Regions from separate parts of the Zea mays genome. Here region 2 is linked to region 1. The links are chromatin contacts, called in public Hi-C maps. All regions are on one chromosome and are shown on one strand. The core of a region is the stretch at or near the end of the contact, and the rest is flanking DNA. Distances in the headings are between cores, read along the strand shown.

Region 1 (6,127 bases), core at 1,842-4,341:
TGTTTATGTAGGTTGGGCAGCTGGTTTCATACTTCAAGATACCATTCAATCATTTAGTTGTGGTAAATGTTGTCCTTGAGCTGGTACTTTGTCATGTTCCCAGAATCATTTCTCACATAAACTATTCTCCTATTCTTTATAGATATACGATGATCTTGATCTACCCTTTGCGAAATTGCGTCTGCTACCATAGGGGGACATGGTGGGCTCAATGGGTATTCATTTCTTTTCTAAAAGTCGTTTTCCCCTTGTACTCCATGGCTAAATTGAAAGGGGCTTGGATGAAGGCTTCAATAGAAATAATATATAACACCATCATTATAAATTGATTTTTACTCACAAGCCTTCCCTGCACTATGAGGCGGCTGTTACATTTTTTTATTCGAATGAAACTTGAACATAAATCCTTGTGAACCTTCTATTTCCTTCAATAGTTTACAAGCATGGTAATGTAGTTCTATCAAAACTATCATGTTTTGTTTTGCTTAACCATTTGTACAAATTGCAGGATGAGGAGTATTATTGATGATTTAAAATAGAGCCATGATTTTGCACACCTAAGGATTGGTACAACAGTTATTTCCTTTTTAATTCAGGTGCCAAATATGAAATATGACCCCCTCCCAACAAAAAAATGATGCGTAGGCATTAGACGACAACCTGAGGAGCTGGGTGCTATCAGTTTGGTTCTGCAGTCATTCACCAAACAAGAAAAGGAAGAGGTTTGCACAACAGAACATAGTGCAAAACTGAAACAGAAAGACATTTTCATAAGCCATTGCAAGCATCTCTCCCTTGAAATAGACATCACAAAAATCATGTGTATCATTGAAACGAAGCACGGACTCGCAGGTCGATTAAATTACCCGAAAACTCAAAGAAAAATTCATGCCGTGAGCAGCGAGCAGATTTCATACCTCATTAGACATGATGGGCGAAGAAGGGGGCGTTGGATGGTGACGTAGGAGGTACCTGGATGGAGAGGGCAGCCGCGGCGGCACAACAAAGGTGTCTGTGGAGCTGGTTCTCCTCGGAGACCTTCTGCAGCAGCGTGTCACATGTGATCTCCTTCGTGCTGGACCCCCATAGGGACACCTATAGAAGTGGAAAAGCAATAGTGAGATAGCGAGGGAGGGAGGGGGCTACGGAGGGCGAGAGGAAGGAGGTGGGGAGGGACCTGGCGGTTGCCGGTGGGGGCACCGACATCGCTGGCGGATAGAGGATGCAGGTAGGTGGTTGACGGTCGCGGATGGCGGGTGCGGTTCCTGTTGTTGCCGGCGCCCTCGGTGTAGTGGCCCTTGGCCCAGTTGTTGCCGGCGCCGGACTGGAAGACGAAATTGTCGGGGCGGAAGATCTGGCCGAAGGGGCCCGAGCGCACGGAGTCCATGGTGCCGGGCTCGAGGTCCATGAGGAGTTGAGGACGGCGCGTGTGCCAGCAACCGAGCGGGTCCTCCACCATCTCCTGCACCGCGCGCTGCACCACCGATCCAACGGCGTGGCTAGGTGGCGCAACCGTCGATCCGAAGGGGAGCCATGGCCCAGCGAGGAGACAATGTCGGTTGGAGCAGGGCACGGGCGGAGGCGCCAGGGAGCGGGATGCGGTATCCAGGGGCGGCAAGCGCCGCTAGGGTTTCGTGCCCAACAAGGCGGCGGTGATGGCAGGTCCAGCGAGGCGTGGGAACGGAGTCTTGGGGAGGTCCAGAGCGAGGGAGAGGGTGCGCCCGACGGCGGAGGTGGAGGCGGAGGGAGGGAGCGGTTGCCAGCGTGCGGAGGAGAACTGCGAACGGGAGGGGGCAGAGGGAGCTTCGCGTGGACGGGGAAGGGGCAGACGGGAGGCGACGCACGCACGACGGCTGACGGGCGACGCACGCAAAACAACGATGTGGGATGGACGGTGGAGATTGAGGATCGGCAGAACGGCAGAACGTAAGGGAGGCAGACTACTCTTACCTTCTTAATAAGTAGTACATATTTGTCTCATGGTGTTCCAGGGTCCAAGGATAAAGATATTATCAATATTTCTAGAGAAAGAGAAAGTAAAGTCACATCTTCAGTCTATGCAGGCTGTTTATTCAGTTTATTCAGTTTCAGTCAATAAGGCTTAGCTTGTAGTGTGTGTGGTCTGAAGCTTGCATGTGCATGTAGAGACTGTTTCTTCGACTTGTGCAGACTGTGCAGTTTTCAACTTGTTTCTTCAGTTGTTTAAGATTGTGCAGACATGTGCTCGTCTCTACTTTGTCAAAAAAAGATAGCGTTATTCAGACTGCAGTTTTCAGCTTGTTTGTTGATTGGGTTTATTCAGTTTTCAGTTTTGAGATAGCGTTATTCAGTTTTCAGTTTTTAGATAGTGTTATTCAGTTTTCAGTTTTCAGATTATTATGGAATAAACGAACAAATATTTGTTGATTGAGTTTAGGGATTGAATTCCTCAATGGATTGGGTGGAAAGCTTGATTCATCCAAACCATATATGAAAAAAATACAGCCCCATAAAATTCCTATGGTGCCGAACAGGGCCAAGATTCTGTTAAGACTGGGTTGGGAATTTACTTGTGCTATAGGCCCTGTTTGGCACAACTTATTTTCAGCTTATTCACAAATTTAAGCCGAAGTTCTGCCAAACAGATAGCTTCTGCAGCAGCTTATCAGTTCAGCTGCTTCTCCAAATGAACTAAAAGCAATAAGCAGAAGCTGCTTTTTACCAGCTTATCAGATAAGCTGCTTTTTCAACAAGCAGCAGCTGTACCAAACAGGGCCATAATAGCTTCCCCACGTGAGAGATGCCCAAGGAATGTCTTCTTTGTTGAAGAATTTGTAAACATACATGATAGATAAATTAGAATACCATATGTCTCATTATATTTCGTGCCCATGGTCTTATTGGATAATCTTATCAGGGCTAATTTAGAAAATCTATTTTCTCAACGAAATTCTATTTTTCCAAAAAAATTAGTTTATATTTTAAAAAAATAGAAATCACTTGGAAAAAAATATAGTTCTCAAACAGATTCCCTTATGCCCTCAACAGATTCCCTTTTTTCAACAGTTTTTTTTGAGGCAGACAACATGCACCCCCCCACCCCGCACCCAACCCCACAAAAAAAAAGGCCGTGTAAAAAAGGGAAAAAGAAAAAACCAGAGCAACGCAGCCGCAGGCTGGGTGAGCGGCGCGGGTCTTCGTCGGCCGGCCCCTTCACCGGTGGCGAGCATCCACCAGACCACCAGGTACGCCCCCACTCCTTTCGCTTCCCTGTGCGGAACCGAGGCACCCCAAATCTAAATCTACACTTTCCGATTCGCAACCGTTACATGCATATTATACCCAGTAATTACAATTTCACCCCTCCAAACAGTGGATGCGCCCCTGCCCCCCATGCCCCAGGTCGAGTCGGCCACTGCCTCGGAGGCGCCGCCGCCGCAGGACGCATGGCTCGTCGAGCTCGGCAGTCGCCTCCCGCAGTGGGAGTCGCTGCGGGATTCCTCCAAGGTACAGTCTACAGATGCCCCTGTTTTCTCCCATCCTAGGGTTTGTTCTGCTGTATGGTAGCGCTTTGAGATGCCACATAATTTCTAAGTTCTACGTGATGTGAGGTGCTGGAGATGGAGACTCGAAATCCCTCGCAAGCATATGGGATTTTAGTTTCCCCGAGGGCGAGGTCAACTAATTTGATTATTGCTAATTGTCGCTAGATTTTCTGTTCTGGGTATGGTTTTGCTTATGTAGATAGGTATGGAATGTCTCAAGCACTCGGAGGCATTATTTAGTTGTGAATTATGATGGTTGTTAATTCTGGTGTTGCTGCTGGCTCCTGGTTCTTCATTTTACTAACATGAAAAGGCTTAGAGGTTCTTAAGTAAAACAAGTTTTGCGATTGTCTGTCAGAACAGGCAGTGGCGGACCCAGGATTTCTTCAAGTCTAGGCAAATCGAGAACTAGGCAAGACAATGATGCTTGCAGTTGCAGGCCCTGAGAACAAGCATGATGCTTGCAGTTGCAGGCACCTAGCGCACTTAGGGGGTGTTTGGTTCCCAACTACTAAACTTTAGAACTTTTAGTCCCTAAAATAGGCAAATAGCAAACAGGGTGAGTAAAATAGCTCTTCCAAATAGGATTTATAGGGACTATAGTTTAGTCCCTAAAGTTTAGTAGGGTGACTAAAGGAACCAAACACCCCCTTAATTTGGGATGTAATGCCATTTTTTTTCTTACGCAGGTCATTATCCCGATTTCAATATCTAGGGTGAACCAGTTTGATGCTGCAAGGCTAGATGTTGAGATGTCGGCCATGTTGAAAGAGCAGCTAGTCAAAGTGTTCTCTTTGATGAAGGTGCTTGCTTTATTAACTTTGCTGATTTTTGTGTTGTTTGAGGCTTGCATAGAACTTAAGTGTGCTGCTAACTGTTGCTTTCAGTTTTGATGCCTTCTTTTCATATCAGCCAGGACTCTTATTCCAATATGAGCCTGAACTTGATGCTTTCCTTGAGTTCCTCATCTGGAGGTTCTCAATTTGGGCTGACAAGCCTACCCCTGGCAATGCACTGATGAACCTGAGGTACAGAGATGAGCGGGCAGCACCCATCACTGGAAAAGAAGGTATCTCTATCAAAGTTTATTTCAATATTTTTCTGACAGCCACTACCAGGGGGCATAGGAACTAGGATGTGCATCACTGCATTGTTTTTCTTACTGCTGCACACAATTAGAAAGTTACTAGTTTATCTCATAATCTGTTAGTTCGTTATTACTCATGATTAGTTGAGTATCTTTATTATTGTAAAAAAGTTGCATATGTTTAATATTCTTTGTTTATGGATATGCTCCTTAGTATTCATGTCTTCCACCATCTACATAAAAGATAGGACTGTCACAATGTATCCTTTATGTTCAAACAATGAAAATGGCTAACCATCTGCATTCTCTTGTCTAAAGTTTTCTTCATCTATGTCCATCCTCTTATGTTCAAGTGTCTCTTCCCCTCAATATGCACCCTTTTGCTCCCCTTATCATATTTACATGAACACATCAAATTACAGCTTGGTTGGAGCTTTTTTTTTGCATTGCATGCTATAGGCATTCTCATTGCCTTTATAAAAGCAAAAGTTGAAGTTAACTCTGCAATTGAACTGGATCACGCCTTTGTAATCTTATACACATTAGCTCATTTGTAACATTCCCAGGAGTTTATTTGCTACCGCTTTGTGTTGTTGGCTACTGATATGTAGATGAGTATTATCTGAGCAACATCTAATGGGTTCCATTTGCTTTTCAGTTAGAACAGGTTTGGAAGGACCTGGGCTTTCTGTTTCTCAAAAGATATTTTATTGTATTAGCTTTGTTGGTGGCCAATATGTATGGTCACGATTACAATCTTTTTCTGCTTTCCGTCGATGGGGCGATTCTGAACAGGTTAACCCTGACTCCTTCCTGAAAACTTACAATTATAGTTCACTGGTTTTAGTATAACTTAATATTAATTTTTCTATTTCATGATGTAGAGACCACTAGCTCGCCGTGCTTGGGCGTTGATGCGGAATGCTGAAGTATTTTATAGGGCTGCTTCATTCTTTAACCTATTATTGTTTCTTTATGGTGGAAGGTACCTTCCTATTCCTGTTTAATTATGGTCCTTTCTTGTATCATGAGGATGGTAGAAATTATCATTAATTATCATGGCTGTAGCCGGTGGTGCCTAGTTTAGCAAAGTTAACTATCTATCTGGAGATTAAATATTGCCAACATGTGCAGCATATACTGTCCACTGATAGGAAATTGACCAATGACAGTGTATTTGAATGAGCTAGATCAGCATGATTTGTGGGAAAATCGAAAGCTGCTCTTTTTTAATAGATTATCATCCTGTTCAATTTGTAGTTATTATGAAATTTATATGACACATGATTTTCATCCTTGCTTATGTGTTTATAAAGGTACAAAACTGTTGTAGAAAGGATTCTGAAGGCAAGACTTGTTTATGGGAGCCCCAACATGAATAGAGCTGTTAGTTTTGAGTACATGAATCGGCAGCTGGTCTGGAATGAGTTTTCGGTAAATCTCTTTCTTTCAGTCCTGTTGTTATCCCACAAATAGCTGGTAATCTAAAAAGGTTCTATCTTACACAATTATTGAT
Region 2 (6,127 bases), core at 2,698-5,197, 690 kb after region 1:
CCACCGCGCCACGCGGCACTGTTCTTCTTCCCCTCTCTCATTAAACAAATTAAAAGGCCCTCCACTCCACAGCGCCGGAGCGCCCCTGCTTGCCCCCACCTTGCCCTGCTGCAACTTGAACCTCCTGGCAGCTCCTGTTTCAGGCAGGCAGCAAGTAGGGAAGAGGCTCTGCAGATCAGTTCCATGCAGACAGGTTCTTGTTTCTTCTTCTACCTATGACTTCCGTCCTCTGCCCATCTCGGTTTAGGTTTGCGCGCGCGTGTGATCGTCCTCAGACAGAGTTCAAGCTTCAAATAACACGGGATCTTGTCCTTGCAGCGATCGAGCACGCCTGCTCGGTGGTGGAATGCGCTGCGACAGCCCGAGCCGCCATGGACATGAGCCACTACATCCCCGATTGGAGCAGCAGCATGGGAGACACCTTCGCGCCACTGGGGTCGGTTCCGGCTCCCATCCTGATCCGATCATTCCAACAAAGCTGCGCCACAGCCTCTCTTCCCGTCCATGGCTGATGCGGCGCGGGCGTGTACTGTGTACGTCGCGTCCTTTGTCTCTGTTGCTGTTTGCTTGCAGCGGCGAGGACGACGACGGGCTCATCGAGCTCATGTGGCGCAACGGCCACGTGGTCATGCAGGCCCAGGCGCCGCGGAAGCCGCCGAGACCCGACGACGACGAGGCGGCGGCGGCGCAGGCGCAGGCGTGGTTCCAGTACCCGGTGGAGGAGAGGGCCGACCTCTTCTCGGAGCTCTTCGGGGAGGCGCAGGCGGCCGTCGGCGGCGCGCGCGGGGAGGCCGCGCGCCAGAGTATCCGGATGATGCCGCCGCCGCCGCCGCCGCCGAGGCCCGCGCAAGCGCCGCGGGAGGAGAAGGCGTGCCCGGGAGACGGCGGCACGGCGACGGCGACGGACGGCGCCGGCTCGTCCGTGCTCACGGTCGTGTCCAGCCTCTGCGGGAGCAACGGCAACCACGTGCAGGCGACGGCGCCGGGGGACGTCGCCAGGGCCCGCGACGTGCTGATGGTGACCTCGTCGTCGACGACGCGTTCCAGGTCATGCACCACCAAGAGCGAGCAGCCGGGTCCCGGGCCCGGCGCTGCCCGCCGGAGCGGCAAGAGGAAGCATAACGACGCCACCGATGCCGAGGTACGTACGTACATAAGTACATGGTACATTGCCCCGCCAGTGCCGGCCAGGCCTTTGCCCGGCCCGGCCCGCCGTCTTTTCGCAGCGCTGCGTCTGCGTCTACGTCTCCGATCGATGACACGGAGGAACACGTTTACGGCCGCGAATGCAGGACGTGGGGCTGGAGTGCGAGCCGGCGCAGAGGACGACGACTGCCAAGCGGCGCCGCGCCGCGCAAGTCCACAACCTCTCGGAGCGGGTAATTAAGGCCATTCCCACCCTTTCTCTGACAAACCCTTCCGTTACTTGTTTGGCCGGCCGGGCCGCCACCGGCCATTGCTAACTCTCGTCTGAATCCGGGTCCGGTGCAGAGGAGACGGGACAGGATCAACGAGAAGATGAAGGCCCTGCAGGAACTCATACCCCACTGCAACAAAGTAAAAAAAAACTCACATACCGAGATTTGGATGCTGTGATCTCCTTACACATGCACGGTTTCTCTCATCGCATTCGTATTTTCCAGGCGGACAAGGCGTCGATGCTGGACGAGGCGATCGAGTACCTCAAGTCGCTGCAGCTCCAGCTGCAGGTGAGCTAGCCGCTCTCCCCTACTCCCCTCCCATCCTCCTCTTCGCGCCAGAACAACCAAGGAAACTAACGTGTGAGTGACGTCTGCATTGCATTGCCCGCGCAGGTGGTGTGGATGGGCGGCGGCATCGCGGCGGCGGGGGTGCACCAGCGGACGATGGTGGCCGCGCCCGGGCGTCCTCCCCACGTGGCTTCCCTGCCGGCGTCGGCGCCCGACCTCTATACGCGCTACCTCGCCGTCGACCACCTGCCGCCACCGCCCTTGGTGCCACCGCCACGCACGGTTGAGCTGAGCAAGCCTCTAAACATCGATGAATTTTACCTATATATAATATACGCAGGTATACTTGGCTGCTAGCTGTTCGCTGACAGATTCCAGCACCACTGCCTGTAGGCGGCGGCGATGGGCTTGTACCCGCGCCAGAACCCCGTGCCGGCGACGTCGTCTCCTTCCTTCCGAACGACCGAAAATACGCGGTACGCGGCAGAATGATGTGGATGTGAACCAGTGAACGCGCGATGGAAACCTGTCGCCGTCCCATGGATCTCTTGGAGATCCGTCCTTTGGATAGCTCTGTCACACACGGAGCTACAAACTCCTCATCTTCCATGCACTTACTAAGAACTAATACAATTCACTTTATCCATCACTGACTTGATTTTATTACTGGATTTTTTTCCCTTTCTTTCAGAAAACTATGGCAAGCCTGAGATTCAGATCCGGGGTATGGTGACCAGCTGATGGGTCATCTAGCTGCATGCATGTGTGTATGTGTTGGTAGTATGGTTAAGCCTTGACAGAGACTTGTGATCGAGACCGAGATCGACCGATAGGCCGTCACTTCTTTTTTCTTCCATCTTTCAGTTTTTGGTTGATAGGCCGGAGTGTAATTTGACCAGTGGTCGAGATTTGTCAAGCGACACAATTCTTTTGTCACTATATATTACTGTTCCTACTTCACACCTTCATTTCCTTCCTACTTCACAATTCCTAGTTTAATACTTACACCTTCATGACACAATTCTTTTGACACAATGCATTATTTGTGCATTGCACATCCCTTTGAAGTTCTTTTTTTTTTTTTTTGCTCTTGTCTGCAAGTATTGCAAAACTGTCTGTATCTATGTGCATGTCAGTCGATTTTGTTCGCTTTTGTGTTCAGTTTGGGTTGACCAGAAACTTGAGGTGAGCCGATTCAGTGGACCAGCTTTTTCCTGTGACTGGCACCGGATCGCCAAAAGACTTTTGGAAACATTCCTGTTTAGAACTTGCACGTACATAGTTTTTGAAACTATGTATTTCTAGATATTTATGTCTACGTATACTAGAAATAGTTTCTTCTTCTTTGCGTGCAGGATAACCATGCGAAAGACATCCTTGAGATGAACTTGCAGCGCTCCCTCCAAGCCTCCTCTTCTTCGGACTTGTCTGGGAGCAAGTGTAATAATAGAGGAGATTAAGGGACCAAAATTTCTTACTATTCAATCTTCTCCGTCACCCTTGGTCCCAACTCCCAAACCAGCCCCAAGTGTTCCAAAAGCTGAAAGGGACCTAGAGAAGAGGGGACAACCAACCCAAGAAAATTTCAGCACGACTCACAATCAGGAGGCGGTAACGGGCCATAAACTTTACACTATAATAAAAATGTAAGGATTCGATTGAATTATGATCGGTTTTTTTGTTTTTATTCAATTTTAAGCTAAAAGTAACTAAGGGATTAAATAAACCGTGAAGAAATATTTGCATCACGATCTATATATATCTAGTGTATATATTAAATCATCACCACTTATCTTATATCTAATAAATCTAGTTGTTTGATATATTTTACTAAGGATACTCTCTGACGTGGTGGAAGATGTTATTTGTAAATTATAATGATCAATCAGAGATGTTAGATCTGAGATAGATAGTGATGATTTAATAAGTGCACCATATATATTAAGGTTTAATGTGCACTGGATATATCTTTATTATATGTATTACCACTCCTGCTCACAAACTCATCCAGAGGAAGAGATGTTCTACAGTTTCTTCAACAGAGTTATTGCACATGGCACAATTGTAGGACTGAATGTGCATGTTTTTTAGGCTCCATGAAGCCTACAAAGCGTGCGGGCTAATAGCATCGAGGCCCAAGGCCCAGGCAAGCATACTGCACTGCACGCAGGTGACACAGGCTGACAGCCTGCTTTAAAAAGATTAATCGGTTTACAACCAAACCAGCTGCGGTCTCCCTCCCAAACGAACGGCCAAACCATTTCGTCTTCCTGCCTCCGACCGACCGAAAGGACGGGAACGTCTGCACAAGGCAGAAGCAGCCGCGGCGACAACAGGGGTGAGCCCTCGAATCGGAATCACCCTCATCCTTTGCTCGATTGCATCCTTCTCCTTCGTGTCGGTCGCCGTGATCGGAGCCCCGGTTTGGTTGGTTCCCGCATCACCGTCTAGTGCCGTGTTCCCCCGTAGCCGGTTTCGCTGCCGCGTTTGCATTCCACAGGGTAGGATCGAGCCGGCAGCTGTGCGGTTGGCGAGGAGCAGTCCCCATCCCATCCCCCACCGCCCTCCGATCCGAGCGCGTGGACAAGTTGCCGAGGCGGAGAGAGAATGGAGGCACTAAAGCCGGAGCGGGTCGTCGACGACGCCGCGGCGGACTTCATCTGCGACGCCCCCTCCAACGCCCTCGACGAGATCCTCGTCCGCCTGTCGCCCAAGTGGACCCTCCGCATGCGGTCGGTCTGCAGGGCGTGGCGCGACAAGCTGGACCACTGGGCCACCCGGTCCCGGCGCAAGAACCCGCCGCAGCCGCTGCTCTGCTTCGACCGCGTCGCCTGCCCCGACCGCTACGTCCGTCTCACGGACTACTGCGTCGAGTCTCTCGACCTCCGCTCCGGCAGGCCGCACCACGTCCTACGGTTCACCGCCAGCGACTACTACGAGGCCGCCGGGGCCCGTGACGACGACGACGACGACCCGCCCGGCGACACCGAGCCCGAGGTCTCCCGTGTCGTCGACTACGCGAAGATGGAGAGGGAGAACTACGCGGACGGGTTCAAGCAGATGGTCCTGCTCCACGCTTCCGTCGACGGCTACCTCCTCGTGTCCTTCTCCTTCGACTGGTACGTGATCAACCCGGCGACGCGCCACTGGGCCTCCATTCCGGACCTCACGCTCTGGAACGTGATCGGCTTCTACGAGCACTTCTCTTCCGGCGAGTACCGCGTGCTGTGCAGCGGCGGACGCACGCGTACCAGTAGTACCGTAGACGAAGGCCCGGAACGGTGGTACCACATCGTCACAGTGACCCGGCCCGTGCAGTGGCGGTCCATCGGGCGGCCCATCGCGCGGCACGTGCCCCGGGACCACGGGCTAGCGGCGGGGGTGCGGATGGCCGGCGTCTCCCCGCCCGTCCAGCTGAGGCACCGCCACCTGCACTGGCCGCCGCAGAAGAGCCAGGGGTACCGCATACTGGTGTTCGACATATGGGTCGATGCGTTCAGCTGGAAGGAGCCTGCTCCCGTGACAGACATGGACCAAAAGGACATGGCGCTGCTCGAGTTCCCCAACGGCCGCCTCGGCATGTCCGTCTCCGGGAAGAACTTGGCGACGGTAGAGCTCTGGCGTCTGGAGGACTATCATAACGAGCTCTGGGTCCTCGCGTACCGGATCCAGCTGCCACTCCCGTGGATGCGGCTTATGCAGGACGACGACTGCTGGATCCCCCCGTCCGTTGTCTCGGCCGATGGGGATGTGCTGATCCTGTCCGGGCGCTGGCTCTTGCACTGTGACAGGAACGGGAATCTGCTGCGCGAGTTTGGGCTTCCTCATGTTCGGAGGATGCTGCCTATTAGGCACGTGCTGAGGGAGAGCCTCGTCCAGCACCGGACGTTCCTGAATCCCAAGCCTGCTCGTGAACCGCCGTTCTTCCGTTGGCTGTGTGGTGATCCCAGCTGGTGAAGCACCGGACTTTCAGCATCTATTGCTTTACATCATGCCGCGCTTCATACCAATGAAGCCTGACTGTCTCTGAAACTATAGCTTCTTCTTCTTGACTTTGGTTGTAAGAAATACTAAGTTTCGATAGCATGCGTGGTGGGTGTTTGGGACTGTGATTGAACGCGAGAGGTTCAGGTGCTGCTATATTTGAGTATTTTGGCTGGATAGCACCCCTGTCCACTTTTCCTCGACTTTGGGAGTGGATGTTTGATTCTGCAGTTTGACCGTTTCTCGGAACTCACTGCGATGATTTTTTTTCTCGTGAAATTTTCACTGTTTTTTACCTTTTCTCCTGAAATTGCTATAATCTTTTGTCTCTCTCTGGCGCGGTGGATCCCTCACGACCGTGTACAATCACCGAGTCGTGTCACCAACAAATTCTCTGGGTGATCACCAAGCTCCAATCACCACTGAGCCGTCTA

What was found. A called contact is a pair of places that touch in the nucleus more often than the background predicts.
Region 2: a Hi-C map of ear shows a contact between it and region 1, with 2.5 times the contacts expected there. The contact joins the promoter of LOC100381834 here to the promoter of LOC100193229 in region 1. A contact is called at or near these places in 2 of 25 Hi-C or Micro-C datasets (ear and leaf mesophyll).

Annotation. Positions count from the first base shown.
Region 1 is chr1:176,256,939-176,263,065 of Zm-B73-REFERENCE-NAM-5.0, forward strand. LOC100193229 (peroxisome assembly factor 1) reads left to right here and starts at 3,092. Exons shown (of 9, transcript NM_001371637.1): 1 at 3,092-3,224; 2 at 3,353-3,486; 3 at 4,214-4,327; 4 at 4,437-4,593; 5 at 5,270-5,406; 6 at 5,496-5,596; 7 at 5,928-6,045. The coding sequence starts at 3,373.
Region 2 is chr1:176,943,774-176,949,900 of Zm-B73-REFERENCE-NAM-5.0, forward strand. It overlaps LOC100381834 (F-box domain containing protein expressed), which reads left to right and starts at 3,948. Exons shown (of 1, transcript NM_001174626.1): 1 at 3,948-5,871. The coding sequence starts at 4,317. The coding sequence ends at 5,666. LOC100280260 reads left to right here and starts at 99. Exons shown (of 8, transcript NM_001361492.1): 1 at 99-193; 2 at 319-436; 3 at 574-1,379; 4 at 1,492-1,557; 5 at 1,644-1,709; 6 at 1,815-1,991; 7 at 2,103-2,185; 8 at 2,401-2,632. The coding sequence starts at 184. The coding sequence ends at 2,442.